Linked DNA regions of Oryctolagus cuniculus: region 2 is linked to region 1. The links are chromatin contacts, called in public Hi-C maps. All regions are on one chromosome and are shown on one strand. The core of a region is the stretch at or near the end of the contact, and the rest is flanking DNA. Distances in the headings are between cores, read along the strand shown.

Region 1 (3,066 bases), core at 449-2,948:
TCAGGCTTGCAGCCTGCAGCGCTGGCATCCCGTATCTGAGCGCCAGATCAAGTCCTGGCTCTGAGCTTCCAGCTCATCCCCTGCCAATGCAGCTGGGAAAGCAGCAGATAATGGCCCAAGTACTTGGGCCTCTATCACCTCTGTGGGAGACCCTGATGGAGTTCTGGCTCCTGGCTTCGGTCTGGTCCAACCCTGGCTGTTATAAGCATTTGGGGATGGAACTAGTAGATGGAAGATCTCTTTCTCACTCTGCCTCTTGGTTTCAAGTAAATCAATACAACTTTAAAATAAATAAATAAAAGTTTCCCAATGCACAGATGAAGAAGCTGAGGTCCGACCATGGACCTTATCCAAAGTGCAACAGCCGCAGAAAAACATAATCAGGATTCGAACTCAGATCTGCAAGGCCTCCACACTGCACACTGCATGCCAGACAGAGTTGGGTAAGGCATCGGGGGCGTGGCCAAGGTTCAGTAGCGGGGCTTGGACTTATGCGACCCAGGAGGCATGGCAGAGTCTCCACAGAGGACTCCAAAAAGTCCAAGGCCACACCGCTGGGAAACAGGTGAGCAGCCTGCCACTAGCGACCCCTGGTGGTCAGGCAGGGTCCTCCTGGGGAAGCTGCAGTGAGCAAGGGCCAGGTCCTGCCTGGTCCCACTCCTCTCAGGGGCACATGCGGACAGGGGGCCATGTGTTTGTCTCTCTGGATCCCAGGATCCTCTTTGCAAACACTAAATCCGAGCGTATCAAGCACCTCCTCTATATGACACTTTGTTGTATTCGTTACCTAAGGAAATCCCTCGTGCATCTGTGACTCCACCTGAGAGGTTAAGTGATGCACTCTGCTCACGCACTTGGAAAACGGCAAAGCCGAGGCTCTGCATCCCAACCCACGGTCTTTCCACCGCTTCTCACCCTGCGGGGGCCTGGGAACCGTGCCTCGGGGGAGGCAGCATCGTGCACCCACTCCCAGCGAGGGTGCGTGCTGGGCCCCCCAAGTCCGAGTCCTGCCCTACTGGGAGCCAGCTACACGATTTAGGCAAATCATGTCCTCTCCCTCTGCGCCTCATCCGTTTCCGGATCAGCACTTATGGTAACACAAGCTTCCTTGGGCTGCTGACTCACACAGGTGAGGCCCCTTAGCCACGGTCTGGAGCAGGATGCGCACCCAGCCTCAGCCAGGCTACTGCGGTGCCACAGCCACTGCACCGAACGAGGCTGTCCCTGGGTGCTGACCGCTGGTTCTAGGCGGGGACAGACCGGGAGTGGCAGAGAGAAGCAGAGGGAGAAGCTGGAAGCCTCAGACCCAGCTGCGTGTAGAGGTCGTCGCTCAGAATGGCAGCGCGCCCGCCTCTTGGAGGACGCGGTCTTAGCCTCATCCCAGCCCTGTTGCTGGGCACTATTTTGCCATGGAGGAAACTGAAGCTCTGGGATCCGGGTCCCTACCATGGGCAGCAGCAGGGTGGGAATTCCGGATGGATGCCTCGACCGCCTGCGGAAAGGGAAGAACTCAGGGAGCAGCCGGACCGCGAGTGGACCAACCAGTGGCTCTTGAACCCCGGCCTGCCTGGGAATCCCTGGTGCGCCCGGCCCGCGGGCCTCTAACTGTGAGCGGTGGCGCCCTCTTGTGGTGAGGCCGGGAGGAACTGCGCACGCCCTGCGAGGCTCGGTCTCTGGTCCGGCCCGGGGCCGGTCCCGGGCCCACGGCCCGCGCTGGGTGCAGGCGAGGGAAAAGCCCAGCGCTTGCCCCGGAGCGGCCAGGCGCGTGCGTGCTCAGCGACCCCGCAGGCGGGCAAGCCTCGGCCAGTTCCGGAGGACGTCCACTCCGGCCCAGAGCTCTCCGACTTTGCGCTTTTCCGTGTCGCTCCCTTTCCGTGGGTCGCCCCTGCTCTCCGAGAGCCGGACGCGGGTCGGCCGACCCCGGAGCCCACGGGTGGCCGCGCGCGTGCGGAGCAGCAGGAGCATGGACACTCCGCATCCCCCTGACCCAGAGGGCTGGGGAGAAAGTGTGGGCAGGGCTTGGCTCGCCTCTGCCTCTGACCTGCGCGTCTGGCCCCGGCACGAGGAGCCCAGTGTTTCCGTGCGGGCGCCCTGGGGCAGGGTCCGCGTGCACCTGCGGGCACCCGGACAGGGGAGGAGGGCGCAGAGGGAGGACACATACTCCCAGCTGGACCGCCTCCCTGCCAATAGCCGCCCCGGCCCAAGCGCCACCTGGAGCCCACGGCCACTCCTGCTCGAGCCTCGGCTTCCCGCGGGCACACGCACCCGGTCCGTCTCAGGCCGAGAGCGGGTGTTAATCATTAACCTCTGGCGTAACGGGGCGGCCGGGGGCAGTGCCGCCCTGGGGCTCTGCGCGCTGAGTCACCGCGGCCAGGACCTCGCAGCCCGGGCCGGAACGGCCGGGTCCCCGCCGCCAAGTGGCCTTCGCCTCTCGGGAGCTGCCCCCTGCGCGCTGCCGCGGCAGGCCAACAGGGGGCGCCCGCCCCGGCCCTCGGGAGGCCGCCCGGGGCAGGGCCGGAGCGGCCAGGGCGTGCCTCCCCGGGGGTGGCTTGCGCGGTTATTCAGGGAGCCGAGGCTGGCTGGCGGGCCGGTCAGCCCCTTGCGCAGTCCTGTCTGGAAAGCGTGGAATAAAGAAATGGACAGGGGCTGTTCTCTCGTGCACAGGGAGGCACCTGTCGGGTTTCCCCCATCCCGACAATAAACCTCTTCCTTAACTCCGGTGTTTAGTGTCGGGGACCAGGCTCTCCCCTCGGGGATGTGAGCTGCTTCAGGATCCTGGACTTCTGCCACCGGCAAAACTCACCCCCGGACCTCCTTCCATCCACACCGGCCCTCCCAAGTTCTGAGAGTTTTCTGCAGAAAACCCCTCTATCCGCAGGAGACGAGCGGCCTTTCTCCCAGTCTTGGCTGGGATCAGCTTCGGGCCACAACGTTCTCTCCACCAACCCACTCCAAGCACCTCCACCAGTTACAAGAGGTCGCAAGGACCACTGAGACCCAGCTGATGCCATCCCGGGTCTCCAAAGCCAAATCACTTCACCAGCAGTGTCTGGAGGTGATAATGGA
Region 2 (3,399 bases), core at 154-2,653, 120 kb after region 1:
TGGAGGATGGCCCAAGTGCTTGGGCTCTGCACCCCATGGGAGACCAGGAGAAGCACCTAGCTCCTGCCTTCGGATCAGCGTGGTGCGCCAGCCGCAGTGGCCATTGGAGGGTGAACCAACGGCAAAGGAAGACCTTTCTCTCTGTCTCTCTCTCTCACTGTCCACTCTGCCTGTCAAAAGAAAAAATAATAAAGCACCATCGTAGCCAACATGTACTCAGTGCTTGTCTGCATTCTGGAAACCATGTAAGCGCTGGTGCTGGGGCTCACTGGACACGTTTGTGAAATAGAGCTTCCTGTCCGGGTGCGTGGCTCTGAGCTGCCGCCTCGCTGGTCTCCCAGCAGCCGTGAGTGACACCTGCATGGCACAGTGTCCCTGGGGAGATCGCCACACGTACTGTCCCGCACTGGGCAGAGGAAAACAGACTGTCCTGAGCCATGGATTTAGCTTAGAAAATGAAAGTAATAGAAGCCAATCATCTGCCTTTTCCAGATATCATTGACAGGTGGATCCTGGGACAGCTTCCATCTCTAGGGTCAAATGGGGTTAAGGCGGTACCCAGACAAAGATAAGAGTCCATGAATCAGGGCACGCCCAGGCTCCTCTCCTTTCTAGGACCTGGCACATGCAGTAAATCTCCAGGGGCAGGACTATGTGACCCCATGATGGCTCCCTTGGGTGTCAACTCCTCCCCCAGCCTGGGGGGTCCTACAAGTTGGGCCTGAGGTGCTTCACGCACCTCCCTCTGGGAGAGCAGAGCTGTGTGCCCAAGGGTCTCTGGGCTGCAGCCCCTTCTCTGACAGGCTGGGGGGGGGGGTTGAAACCACGGAGGTGGAGCTCTGCTCCCTTCAAGCCAGAAATCAGGCCCCCACGCTGGCTTCCCTGGGGAGGGCCATGGGTGGGATGGAGGATGGAAGAGAGGCCAGCAGTGCCCCTGAGAAGGGAAGAGTTCCCCCCCTCACCTTCACCAGAGGAGAGCAGGGGAAAGGCAGAGGTGGGGGTGGGGGTGGGGGCTCTTAAAGTGAACTCTCAGAAATGAAAGAGAAGGCTGGGGTCTAGCTTGACTTCCAGTTACCTTCTCAGAGACAGTCAAGGATCACCAACCAGCAGGAGGCTGCAAGAGCACAGTTTGATTCTAGAATCTTCTAGAACCTTCATGCTTGCTAATGCTGGTGATTGCCTGTATACTTCCTGGAGGGAAAGGAGGGCTGTGGGCCTGTGTTAGAGGCAGGCAGAGGGAGGTCAGCTCCATGCCCAGCTCTCCCAAGGTCCACAGGAACTTCATCAAGGAAGCAAGGCTGGGCAGCCATCACAGGGGGGACTTTGGGCGTAAGAGGGGTCTCGGAGGAGTGCAGTGCAGGTCCATGGCAGAGGCCAGGGCCTGCTGGGTGGGTTCCACAAGGACACAGACTGGGGACAGTGGGAACAGCCTGGCTCAGATCTCCACTCAGTGTTTCTGAGCCTCATCTGTGAAATGCAGCTAGTTTAGCAATTGCAATGAGAACCCTGAGAAGAGGGGTACCTACAGCTGCTACAGGGTCTGCCCAGAATAGAGCTCAGCGGTGCGGGCTGGCTGCCTGTGGCCCTCCCACACCCACGCCCTGGAATTGGTGAATTTGTTTCTGCGTTGTGGGCCGACAGCCATGGAGCCAGTGGCCAGAAAGCATGGGTCACACCAAGGCTTGGCACCTGGGTGTCCACTTCCAGGCCCCCTCAGCAGCCAGATGCAGGTGGCCCTGGTGAGGCGCCCTGCACCCATCACCACCGGCTTTGGCCTTGTGCAGGCAATAGTGAGGTCCAGCCTCAGGGCATCCCTGCCAGCCCAGCTGGGTCCCAGCCAAGATTCACCAGGGCAGCTACCTGCCCATTATCTGCAGCTCATCCTGCACAGGCTGCTCGGCCGGGAGCTGTCCCAACAGGTCTATGTGGTGGGAGCCCTCCCTCTCCTCCTGTCCCAACAGGTCTATGTGGTGGGAGCCCTCCCTCTCCTCCGGGCGCAGGCCTCCCTGAGCTGGCTTCTAGTACCACGCTGGCCACCTGCCCGCTTCTCAGTCTCATTTGCTTATCACTTTTATCTTGGAAGCTTCTGGGAAACGAGTCTCCACCCCGGGGAATCTTGGGATCCTGGGACCTGTGACACCTGAGACTTTGCACTCTCAGCTAGATTTACTTTGCCATGGGCATAGTAAACAGGCAAAACCTCCCTTTTTAAACCAAACAAAGGGAGAGAGATTTACTAATGACTTAACATTTTTTAGATGAGGTGCTCATCATTTTGACATAGCTTCCCTCATGGGCATTGGCTACCTCAAAGAAAAACCACTATCAGAACACACCTGTGTCTACAGATTTCTAGTTTAGGCCACCAAAGATTATGGTCAGAGCACCCCCTTGACTTACATTTTCTTAAAGGTTTTCTCTGGTCTGTTTTAACAGAAACCAGGAGGAAGAGGAAGCTAGGCCACAAAAGCAATGTAAAGGTAGGTGGCAGGCCAATTAATGGCTGCTCTATACGGGGATCTGCCATCAAGGAGAACCAGCAGGCCAGGCCGCTGCACTGGTTTTCAATGTGGCAAGCCTGGGCTTCAGCAGAAGTCAGCCTATGAAGAGCCCTGGCAGCTCTGCCAGCCAAGAGTTGGGTCACTGGAAATGGACCTGCCCTGGAGTCAAAGGACTTCAGGTCAGAGCCACAGACCTTGTTGGCTCTAAGATGAACAGCCCTTCACCTGGCCCAGCTTCCAAAGTAACCAGTGCTGTCAAGGCAACAAGTAAGGTCAGCAACACTGCAGGCAGAACTGTAAATTTCCTGTTAGAGAAGCCACCTGCCTTTCCCTGGCCAGCTCTCCTCCCAGGCCAGCCAGGTAATGGAAGACAACAGGGTGCCTTCCCTAGGAGGTTCACACCTCCCTAAGGATGTCCCCCATGTGAAGAGATAGACAGGTCTGGGCCTCCTAACTGGCAAGGCCTTAAATCCCACCTGATTGTTATCAAGCCCCTTCTGTCAGTTTCTATTTGCCTCTCGATGAGAAACCTTGCTTGTGGTTTAATAATGACTCTGTCCTTGGGTTTAGATCCTATGAGTTTAAACTGCTTATTAGATTCATTTTCTCCAGACTTGAGAAAGTAAATTCTAGGTGGCCATGCAGTTTCTGCAAACCAGCATTGCATCTCCCTGGAAGCCACCCCCTGCTGGAACCCTGTCGTGATTGGCCCCTTTTCAACATGAAGCAGCCAGAGTGATCAGCGCCCAGTCCCCCTAACAGATGTTAGGGTCCATTCTTGTTGCGGGGGAGGGGGATGTGAGGAGTCAGATGGGTTAATAGACAGTCAGGGTGGCCACAGTGGAATCTGAGGTGTAAAATGCTTGCTTTCCCACAAAAGGTTATCTTTAGTGAGAAC

Evidence for each region. A called contact is a pair of places that touch in the nucleus more often than the background predicts.
Region 2: a Hi-C map of liver shows a contact between it and region 1, with 6 times the contacts expected there. The contact joins two enhancer-like sites. A contact is called at or near these places in 5 of 6 Hi-C or Micro-C datasets (ear pinna, embryonic fibroblasts, liver and 2 more).

What each region holds. Positions count from the first base shown.
Region 1 is chr13:26,102,058-26,105,123 of mOryCun1.1, forward strand. No RefSeq gene overlaps it. Among named protein-coding and RNA genes, the nearest start is that of RD3, 16 kb to the left of the region's middle. Within about 2 kb of position 1,699, at least 1 of the 8 cell types and tissues checked has an H3K27ac peak or open chromatin away from gene starts, as enhancers often do.
Region 2 is chr13:26,224,613-26,228,011 of mOryCun1.1, forward strand. No RefSeq gene overlaps it. Among named protein-coding and RNA genes, the nearest start is that of NEK2, 28 kb to the right of the region's middle. Within about 2 kb of position 1,404, at least 1 of the 8 cell types and tissues checked has an H3K27ac peak or open chromatin away from gene starts, as enhancers often do.